2 separate regions of the Gossypium hirsutum genome follow, and region 2 is linked to region 1. The links are chromatin contacts, called in public Hi-C maps. All regions are on one chromosome and are shown on one strand. The core of a region is the stretch at or near the end of the contact, and the rest is flanking DNA. Distances in the headings are between cores, read along the strand shown.

Region 1 (5,567 bases), core at 2,393-4,892:
CCTTAGCATGTGAAAGTATCTTCTACACGGCAAGTATGACATAGTTATTTTCTGTAATGTATTGCCTTTGTGATTGGGTACATATTTAGTTTTGGTTATGTTTTATGCTAAATTAAGAGATGATCTGTAATTATCATGAGGTACAAATGGTAGCTTGGTTAATGAATGAATAAGATGAATATGTATTTGGAAATTGGTATCTAGAAGTATACTTGTAACATGTAACTTATTCTTGATTATTGATGTTCATGCTTAAGGCCTATAAGCCATTGATAGGTAATATGTGCAAATTTGTATGTAGTGAAGTGGAATGACATGTTTTGGTAGATTTGGAATAGATGAAATTGGTATTTGAATGTATGAAATGTCATGTTTGGTTTTGAATAGATTGAGATCATGATGGAATTGGATTTAGTTGGAATTGGTTTGGTGACTTGTTAACATGAAATGGCATGAATTTATCTTGATGATGATAGTATAAAATGGTTTGAGTCAAATAGGTGGGAGTACATGTCTTGAATTAGAACAAAATGGTTCATTTTTACCAAAAATAGGGGGCACATCTTGATGACCAACATCCCTCGTCGCAACGATGAAAGGTATGACGTCACAACATGACATATTGGTTGGTGTCGTCACAACATGGAATTGTTGAAGTCACGACGTCGGCTTTGAATTTTTAAACCTTTACAATTTGGTCCTAATTCATGTACGGTTTAACAAAAGAGCTTTCGTAAGCTCGTGTGCAACTAATAAATTATTGTAATATATATTAGAATATGAATTATACTTGTTTGCATTTGTGATTAGTCAGATGTTATCAAATTGCCTAATGTTGCTCCAGCAACGATTGTAGCATCTTACAACTCGTATCCGGCGATCAGGTCAGGCGAGGGGTGCTACAAATCTAACTAACTACTCGCTAAGGGATATATTATAACAATTCATAATCAAGGTTAAATTACACTAATTGGCTACTGACACTAAAAAGGACCAAATTGTAAAACAATCAAAATTAAAGAATTAAAAATTCAATAAAAAAGTGGTTGGTTGACTTCCATATTGTTGATTAGTCTTTGGATTAGGAATTTTAAAAAGCTTAAACTTCTAATTTGCTCAATTTTACCTCTCGGTCACAATTTTATCAAATTAGATGATTTAGTCTGGTTTATCTATCAGCCTTACCAAACTAACCTAGGACAATCAAATTGGTGCTCAATAGGATCTCCTCTCAGTCTCACCTATCTAAATATTCACATAAAGGCGTCAATTCTAAGTTGTGAAGTTTATTCGATTTAGTCCAATTTTTATGATTTAGTTCCTATACCAAAAAACTAACCAAGCAACAATTCCATCAACCAACCATCCAAGATTTAATTACTTAACATCATTTTCATATAAGCAACAATCCAACATACATTCAAAGAATTCATTTAAATAAGCAGAAAAAATAAGGTTAAAGAAAGCTTAGTGATTTAGTGATGGTTGTTTGAAAAAGATGATTGTAGCAACAATGGAGATGGAAAATACCAACAAAGTTCAAATTTTTAACTATGAAAAGAAAATAGAGCTGAGCTATATTAAAAGCTATGGATTAAAATCAAAATACAAAGAGATTTTTAAGTACTAAATTGCAATTTAGACAAAGCTACAGTTAAAACTAACTACCAACTAAAACAACTAAAACTAGAAAAGCTAAAGACTAAACCTTAGAAAAATTAAAGAAGACTAACTAGAAAGCTTAAAGGATGAAAGAAAGTAAATACAAAAGTTCTCTCCTAGTTTTTAACCAAAAGTGGTTTTCATCTGATTGCATTAAAAAAATGTTGACAATAATGCCTCTAGAAGTTGTGTTTTGATTGGGTATAGTGTTGGACAAAAGACTACCCTTGCAACTAATTTCTCTCTACCAGGTAGCGGCGTCATGACACCCAGGCTTTGGTGTCGCTACACCTTAGACAGTAATGAATGTGTAGATCTTGGGGGTCTCGGTGTCACAACGCCCACTAGTCGATGTTGACATCACTAGAGTTGGTCAGCCTCAATTTCTTCACTTTAACACCTTTAAGAATAGCATGACTTCAGAGGCTCGGTATTGCGACATTGGCTTGGTGTCACGACATCCATCCCTTGGTATCGTGACTCCTACAACAGTATGCTCCATGTTGATTTTGTGTTGAAGTTTTGCATCCTCAAGGTGAAAGGTCTGGGTATTGTGGCGTCCATGGCTTCAGTGTCGCGACACCCACTCTGAATGATGTTTTCCTCGAGGTCGGACCATTATTGTCTCCTTACATCAACTCAATCACATCGTTAGGTTTCCCATGGCATCATTTGGCCAATTTGGGTCTTAAAAGGGGCAAAACTAAGCAAAAACGTTTACTAATGCTTGAAGCTAAAAATCGACAAAAACATATAAAAGACACTTAAATTACTTGAGAATAAGCTCTTCAAGTGTATTAGAGAGTCTAATTTGACGTATCAAATTACAGCGGATCAAAAGTCCTTTATCACACTTGTCTATTGCATTTCTTTTATTTTTTATGACATGATAAAACAATGATTAAATTCCAATTTTGATCCCTTTACAAGGATTGAAATGTTTGGTTTTAAAATTAAAAAAAAACCCCACAATTTTCTTTTAATTCTCTCCCAAAATTCACTCATTTTGGTTTTGTTTAATGCCTCTAAATCCTTGTAATGTCACAAATTTAACAAGCCACAATTCTTTGAATAACTTTAAAAAAGGCCAATTCCTTTGGGATTAGTTTGCACAAGTTGGGACCTTAACCTTAGTAGAAATGGGTTCATTGACGACCTTGGCACAATTTAGGTTGTTTAATATATCATGGAGACAAATAAAGAGAGCAAAAATAAAAAGAAAAAAAATGAAAAAAATCACATGAAATGGAGGGGAAGGAAAACAAATAAAATATTAAAAATATATTGTTAACGAATGTTGAATTATTATTATATTAGCAATTAACAGTTTGATAATTATAATGTAACAAATTGATAATGTTAGTAATTATATAAAAAAAATTTTTAATTCAGTGATCTAAACATAATTTAAACCATAAATAACTAAGCTTGTAATTTACCTTTGAGTTAATTTCACCAAATGTCCCTAAACTATGCCTTCATTTTAAATTGGTTCCCAAACTTAAAAACATTCTAATTACATCTTGAAACTATTGAGATTATAGCAATTAGTTCATTTTGTTATTAAAACTATCAATTTAATCGTTAAATGACAAGTGAAAAATTTTAAAAGTAAAAGTTAAAAATAAAGTAAAACCAAAAATGAGAAAGTGAAAGATCAAGCTTCTGCAAAAGTTTTGAGAACCTCAAAACCAAGATTTTTACAACATCCATTTTTATAATATTCATGTTTCTTAAAAATTTCATTTTAAATTATGTCACATAAAATCTGGCGTGCCATTTAACGGCTAAATTAATGAGTTTAGTAATAAAAGGACCTAATTGATATAAGTTCGGTAGTTTTGGATGTAATTAGAATTATTTGAAGTTTGGAGACCAATTTAGGATCATAGTTTAGGGATGTGCAGTGCAATTAATCCAAAAATCCTGCTGAATTTGGGGGTGGGCCGTTATCCAAAAACCTAATTACAAACCTAAATAACATTTGGGCTCAGCATGGCTGAGAGGCTTATTCAAATAAATTTCCCTGTGATTAAAATTACTTCTATCTGGAAAATCCTGAATACTTATTTTTCTGGTTAGCATCGACAGTTTGGTTGCTTAAAGCTTCACGCATCTCCTCTCTCATGGCGGCCTCGCTGCTCTTATCTTTAACAGCGCCCAACCCAGAAGCGATGGTTCCCAATATCGGGGCCAATAAATCGTCTTTCCTCTCCGGCACCAAGCTCTTCTTGTTGACGAAGCCCCATTATCGAAAGCCCACTGCTCAAAAATGCTTCAAACCTCCCTTTGCCAAGTCAATCGACCACATCCCCAAGCAATTCAGAGAACAAAATCTCAAAGATGGATGTTAGTTTTTGTTTTCCTCACTTTTGTTTCAAGCTAAGAACATAATATTGTTTCGCTTTGCCTTAAAAAAAATCCTTCCTTTTTGAAACCAATTGTAGAGTTTTTTGTTTTAACTTAGATGGCAAGGATTTTAGGGTTGGGTTTTTGAAGTGCCAATTCGTGTCTATCGGACTTCGGATTTGGGAACTAATAGTTTCTTAATTTATTTTTTTTGTTTAAAGAATATAGGAGATGTTATTTGAAATTTATTTTAATATTGCTATAGTCATAAACATGAATGATTTAATTAATGTATGAATTTACCAGGTGCTATTTTAGTTCTAGTTGGAGCTTTCAGCTTTGATGGTTAATTCGTTATTTGAGTTATGAAATTATTACAAGCTGATTTGAAATGGGATTCATTTGAAGTGAAGATAAAAGCTTTTACTGTCTTGTTTGATTGTTTGTAGTGATGGAAAATTATAAAAATGTTCCTGGATATCTTTATGGTCTTAGTCCTTCACAAATGGACATGTTCATGACAGAAGATAATCCCGTCCGTCGACAATCCGAAAGTGTTACTGAGGTTTGGCCCTTTCTAATCTTTGTTGATATCTCAGCTCAGTGAAGAAATTAGTTTTAATGTAGAACCTAAAACTTACTTTTTCAACGTTTTCCAGGAAAGTATTTCATCTGCTAGAAACTATTTGGATAATGGAGGGATGTGGAGTATGTCGAGCATTAATGATAGAGGTCCTTCTAAATATAGTATGAGTGTAAGCATGTATCGAGGAGGGGGCAGAGGATATGGACGGCCTAGAACTGCTCCTCCGGATTTGCCTTCTTTGCTCTTAGATGCTCGAATATGTTATCTTGGCATGCCAGTGAGTCTCCATTCATATCTCGCCTATAATCTTGCATGGTGACTAATATCTAATTTGTTGATTTTTTTTTTTAATCTTGTTGCTGTAGATTGTACCAGCAGTGACTGAACTTATTGTTGCTCAATTAATGTGGTTAGATTATGATAACCCCTCAAAGCCTATTTACTTATACATCAATTCATCTGGGACACAGGTCAGAAGAATGTTTCTAATTCTTTATCAGTCCCCTCAACTTTCATTGAAGCATTTATCCTTTTGTGGCATCTTGGAATCGTGTATTGGAAGTTTTCATACCTATTTGTGTTGATTGATTGCTTCTGATCTATATAGAATGAGAAGATGGAGACTGTTGGATCAGAAACCGAGGCATATGCTATAGCTGACACCATGGCTGTAAGTATCATGATAAACCATTATTACTGTTAATAAGTATGATTTACTGGAAATAGTTCAGTTAAATAGTTATGTGGATATAAGTTCTTAGTGTTTTGGGTCATTATTCCTTATTTAGCAGTTGGATGTACTGTAAATTTAACTCGTTCACTTTCCATGTCCTATCTGTTTACTCACAGTACTGCAAATCAGAAATGTACACTGTGAATTGTGGCATGGCATATGGTCAAGCAGCAATGCTTTTATCTCAAGGAGCTAAGGGTTATCGTGCAGTACAGCCAAATTCATCCAGTATGATTC
Region 2 (5,795 bases), core at 2,757-5,256, 110 kb before region 1:
GGCTTGGACACTTGGCAACGAGAGATGCAACATCAAAAGCACCTACAGATAGCTTTTTATCTTGCACCACCCGAGTGGTCATCCATTAATCAACCACCCGTATATTTTACACCTCCATCACGCCACCCGCTAATAACAAACCTCCAATTAGGTCCCTCGCTATTAGCGAATACTCACTTATAACAATCTTATGCTATCTTAGCAAAGGGAATGTCAGAAAAATCCCTTGCTTATCGACAACCAACTTATAATGGATCTACCACCTGACAAACCACACTGACAAGCCACCACCAAGCAAAGGGGCCTTCCCACTATAAATACCCCATGGCTCGGTGAACAAAGGATCCTTCTCTCTCTTTGAGCAACCTTGAGCATTTTACCCTAGCACACAATCTTCCTCTCCTTTTCTTAACTCCCTTCCTTTCTCTCCTTTAATACTCAAGTTGAATCAACCTCCTTATCTCCCCCTTGTTGGTCAATCATCAACTACAAGTACATACAAAACTGTTACTAAAAGAAAGCCTAATATGTTTGCCTATACTTGCGGTTGAAAATATTTGATCATTTACCTCTTGGGTTCTTGCATTCAACATTATAAATACTTAATTAATGGATAATATGCAACCTCATATTAAAATAAGAATAATTACAAGTCATTATTTACGATAAAAAATGTTAACCCTAATTAATATCATCTACTATGGTTAAGGTTAATTGGACTTTGATTATCTAGTAAAGTATGAGATAAATATGTGTAACTACTCAAGTAACTAATTTCTAATTGACGATGAATAAAGATAAATCTGTAAACCCTCAATTACATATAACATGATTTTTTTGGCTTACATCATCTAAAAAGAGAGAATTACCTCTCTAAAAATCATGTGTCAATTTAAAATATCAAAACCATAGGACTAAAAAATTATATATTTTTAAACTTTCATCGAATATTTTTAAAAAGTACAATAAGACATTGAAAAAAATGAAACCCTAATTTTTTTTTTCTAAAAAGAAATTTAAATGGAGTGGGGTGTTGATTGGAAGGTAAAAAGAAATTTCTAGAATATTTTTTTTTCTAAATTGGACGATTGTTAGTTTGACTGGTCTGACCACCGTTATATTTTTGAAAACATAGACAAATTTGATAATTCAAACATCACTTTTGATAAAAAAAAACTTTCGGAACTAATTTATGAATTGTGATATACTTCAAGGGCTAATTTACAAATAAAGCCATTTTTCATCGCCTCATGGCCCATAGTGGTATTTTACTTTCGAGGCCTTGCGAGCTTGATTGTTAGCTGGGCCGAAATCCAATACATTATGGGCTTGATTTTTGCCTTTAAAATAATAAAATTTATTTGCATTGATGACTACACCATTAGTTTCAAAGCATTTTTTTTAAGTATCAAATTTACTTTAGATTAAATTAATAATTAAATGAAAATGAAAAAAAAACTTACTAATTAAGCCAATTTAATTATACCTAAAATTTTTAAGGATTTAAAAGAAAAAAAACAATTGATACAAACTTAAAAGCTTAAATTTTAATTCTTAAAATGGATGGAAAGTTTGATATCTGGTAATTTTATTGACGTGGCAATTTATGTGTATATCATGTCAATTAACAATAAAAAAATATGTTTTATACTTTTTTAATAATTTTAATTTTTAAAAATATTTTTTATAGTTTTTTGAAGTTTTAAATAAAAAATTAAATATCTTTTAAGCCTTTAAACTTGTAATTTTTTTATTAAATTGAATGAAAAATTCAATGCTTTTTTAACTTTGCTTACGTAACGTACATGTGAATTGCCACATTAATGACTCAGTATTTAATTATTTGTTAAAATTTTAAAAAATTCAAAAAAATTATAAAAACTATTTTTAAAAATTAAAAATTATTAAAAAATTATAAAACATTTTATTCTTTAAAAAAAATTTAAAAGATAAGATTCTCATACTACTTTTAAAACTATATCCTATTTGATTTTTTTTCAAAATTTTCCTTTTCAACGTAACCCCAATTAGTCAACAAAAGAGTATAAAATATTTAAAAATAAACCCTATGTTGGAGTTGATTAGACTCATCTAATAGTTACATTCATAGACGGGCAAAAATTCCAACCATCTTGATTTAATCAAATAAAATAGCTTCTAAATACCTATTAGCATCTCTATGATTAATCTAGGGGGAAAAATAATTGTTGGGATGATCTTCCTCAGTCGTGGTGTTACTCAGTCTGTTAATGGGTTTTTCTCAGCTGTTGATTACTGTGGGGTTATCTTATTCGAAGATTCAAGTTTCTACTTCGAGCACCTTGCCAACCTTTGTTGGGCTTTCCATTGTCCCCTCATTTTGTGTGCAATGAATTGTTTTTCTTTTCTTTTAAAAAAAAAAGCGGTAAAATTGTTGATTGAATCTTAGCTCGGTTAATATCGATATTGTTACTAATGCAAGAAAACGTGGATTCGAGTGCGTTGAAGCTCGTTTATCTTCCCACTTAAGAATTAAAAAAATAAATTCGCGATATTAATATTATTTTCCATAACATATTTTATTTATGAGATGTATCCATCAAAGTATAAATTAAAGCAGATTTGAATAGACAATAATATTGTCCTTTTGCTTATAGTGGTTGGTTATAAAAAAATCAAAACAAATCCAATTATAATTTAAAAGCAAAAAATAGAAATATAATTGTCAAACAAAGCTGCCTGGTGCCTATATATGTAGGACTTATCCTCAAATAATTTAAATTAAAGGGTCAAAAAAGAAATAAAAATCTTTCCAACCCATTGTTGAATGACTTTGAAACCTCACTATAATGGACAAGTTTCTCTTGTCTTTATTTTTCCTTTTCCCCCCTAAAGGTACCTAAAAGAAAGATATGTTTGAGTGATTACTATTTGCTTAATATTCAATTTTTAGAGTTATTAATTTTAATATATATTTTAAAAATTATATTTATATTATTTTAATTTAATGTTTAATAATTATAATTTTTTATTTATTAAAATTTTATATATAATCATTTAAACATTTTTTAATGTTTACATTATAGTAGATTTAATATTTTATGTGTTATAAATATTATTTTTTAATATTTACAAGTCAAATGTGGTTTTAAAAGAGTTTTTGAATTGGTAATTTGTGTTTTATAATGATTTATTAGGGATCGAGACCTCGTTTCTATAAACCGAGCCATAAATATTTTATAAACCCTAGTTTGACTTTGTTTGTTGGGCTGGGTGTTGGGCTTCTGTTTGGGCTGTGTGTTGTGGTTCAATTGTTTTGGACTTATGGACTGTTTTATTGATTGGGTTGCTGGGCCGGGCAAAATTTGGGTTGTATAGCTGATGTATCATCCATGTGACAATCCACGTATATGCCATACCAGTAAAGTGAAAAAACGTAAACTTTTCCGTCTGTTTTGGGGTGATCCGACAAAAAACGAAAGTCTAAATGCTAAAAAAGATTAAAAATTAAATAGAGAACTAAAATGATTTTTTCTTAAAAGGTTAGAGGACCAAATATATCATTATGCCTTGTTGTATAATATCATTACGTTTAATTATTTATTTTATACCATGTGATCGTATCTGGATTTACTAATATATATAATATCAACCTTAACCCTAAGTTGTAACTTTTTTTTTTATAATTTTTATAATTTTATACATCGAAATGAAATTTAAAAAAATGGTATAATTAATTATGGGATCACATTTTATTTTAGAATCTCTTCAGTATCACATGTAATAAAGTTCATTTACTGACGAACAAACAAATCAAACGAAAGCAAAAAACAAAAAAAAACAAAATAAATAAATAAATAAATATGCGTTGCCCATTAATATAATAATATATTTGTTATTTAATATTCTCAATAAATATCAATTAATACAATATGAATATTCTCTTTTAATTGTGACATATGTGCCACAGAATTTTGCATACCACGTTACGTACGGCTGTGAAAGCTCATCTTCACTGGGGCATTTCTATTTTTAATTAAATTATATATTTATTAATAAAAACAACAACGTGTCATATAAAGATATAGACAGGCTGCAAGTAAAATATAAAAAAAAATCTCACAACCAAAGTAAAATCAAAAGAAAGCCCAACCACCTCCGTTGAGTAAGGAAAATCTTGCCGTCCTGCCTGATAGCAGAGGAGATAGAGGTTCACGTCTCCAGCGACGGTCCGCTCGGACAGAGCAACACATCCAACAAAACACCACCCTTGGCTCCCAGTCACACTATTACCAATCGTCCAGATCTAGAAGTACCAGTCCCCTCCACTATCATTATTGTGGAGAAAGCACTTGTTTAGTAGGGAACGACTCCACATTAAAAGAAAATAAATCTGAATTGAGATAAAAATATAACAAAAAAAAAATCAATCAGAAGTAATAATTTAATTCTTTTAAAAAATTTAAAAATTAATTAGAAATAAAGAAAGAAAAGGTAAGAAAAAAATATTAAAAAGTAAACAAATAAGGGATAATATAATTTTTGACTCTTAAATTTAATAAATAAATTCACTTTGGTACCTGTATTTTTAGTAGTTTATTTTGGCACCTAAATTTGACAATTAGGTCTATTTTGATTTCCTAACTTGAAAAATATAAATAACACTCTGTGTTTTTAATAACAAGACTAATGATTGAACACGTCATACCATTGATTTCTAATTAAGCCAATTCGTTCGATTCGACCATCAAACCAACAATAATTAATTAATTAATTAAAATTCTTTTAAAAAATAAAAAGAGAAATTTTATTAAACCAATTTATTTTTGTCTCGATTTTTAATTTGTACAAATTTAAAGTAATTTTTGAGTCAATCGGTTCAACGCCTTTATTCGTACTTGGTCTGTTTTAAATATATATTATCCAAACAAATAATAATAAAAAATAAAAAAATATTTTAAATTAAATATTTAAATTAATTTAAATAAAATTTTTATTATGTTTTTATTATTTATTCTTCTAAAAGTGGCGGGAGTATCTGTTGGCTGTATGCACTATAACGAAAATAAAGTGGAAAACGCGTTTTCCTTTTTTTTTTTTTTAAACCTTTCCATTTACGCGCAATTAGCTATCTTTCATTCCATTGACAAATCATAACTTTTTTTTATATTTTTTCTCAAAATACATATTTTTAGAAATAAAATTTTTTTATATAATTTCTATTATTATCCATAACTCTTTCAATTTTTTTAACAATCTCGTTATAATTTTGATTATATCCGTTCTTTTTTATATTATATGTAAGCGTTTGATTAAATCAAATGAAAAAATTTAAATTAATCGAGTGGACGAGTCTTATTTTATCATCCTAACTAGATTTGAAAATTTTTCAAATCTAGTCAAGTAAAATAGAATTCGAGTTGAATTGAATCGAGTAAAATTTCTCGAGTTAAAATAAAAAAATAAACATGTCAAATAAAAATCTTGTTATAATATAACTACTTTCGTGTTATAGTACATAAATTTGAAAACTTTTTTAAAGCAAAATAGAAATAAAATATTTTAGTATGATAAACTTGAATCGTTAATTAACTTATTTAGAAAACTTTAAACTTTCTTTATATATTCTTTAGAATCCTTTTAAGATTATTATAATTTTGTAAAAAAAATAAATTTTGGAATTTTTATAAATATTTTGAAATTTAAAAATTATTTTGAATATTTTTGTAATTTTTGTTGAGAAAAAGACTAATTTGCTTATTTTCAAAATTGACAGGGACTGATGGGCGTCGAAACCACCAAATATAAATTACTAC

What was found. A called contact is a pair of places that touch in the nucleus more often than the background predicts.
Region 2: a contact with region 1 is called in a Hi-C map of leaf, with 1.7 times the contacts expected there. The contact joins the enhancer-like site here to the promoter of LOC107898796 in region 1. A contact is called at or near these places in 8 of 34 Hi-C or Micro-C datasets (callus and leaf).

What each region holds. Positions count from the first base shown.
Region 1 is chrD04:54,396,018-54,401,584 of Gossypium_hirsutum_v2.1, reverse strand. LOC107898796 (ATP-dependent Clp protease proteolytic subunit-related protein 1, chloroplastic) reads left to right here and starts at 3,642. Exons shown (of 9, transcript XM_016824340.2): 1 at 3,642-4,011; 2 at 4,461-4,576; 3 at 4,671-4,874; 4 at 4,963-5,067; 5 at 5,205-5,267; 6 at 5,447-5,558. The coding sequence starts at 3,789.
Region 2 is chrD04:54,503,787-54,509,581 of Gossypium_hirsutum_v2.1, reverse strand. No RefSeq gene overlaps it. Among protein-coding and RNA genes, the nearest start is that of LOC107898791, 7.1 kb to the right of the region's middle. Within about 2 kb of position 4,006, at least 8 of the 9 cell types and tissues checked have an H3K27ac peak or open chromatin away from gene starts, as enhancers often do. A contact at or near this core is called in leaf, where this site is marked.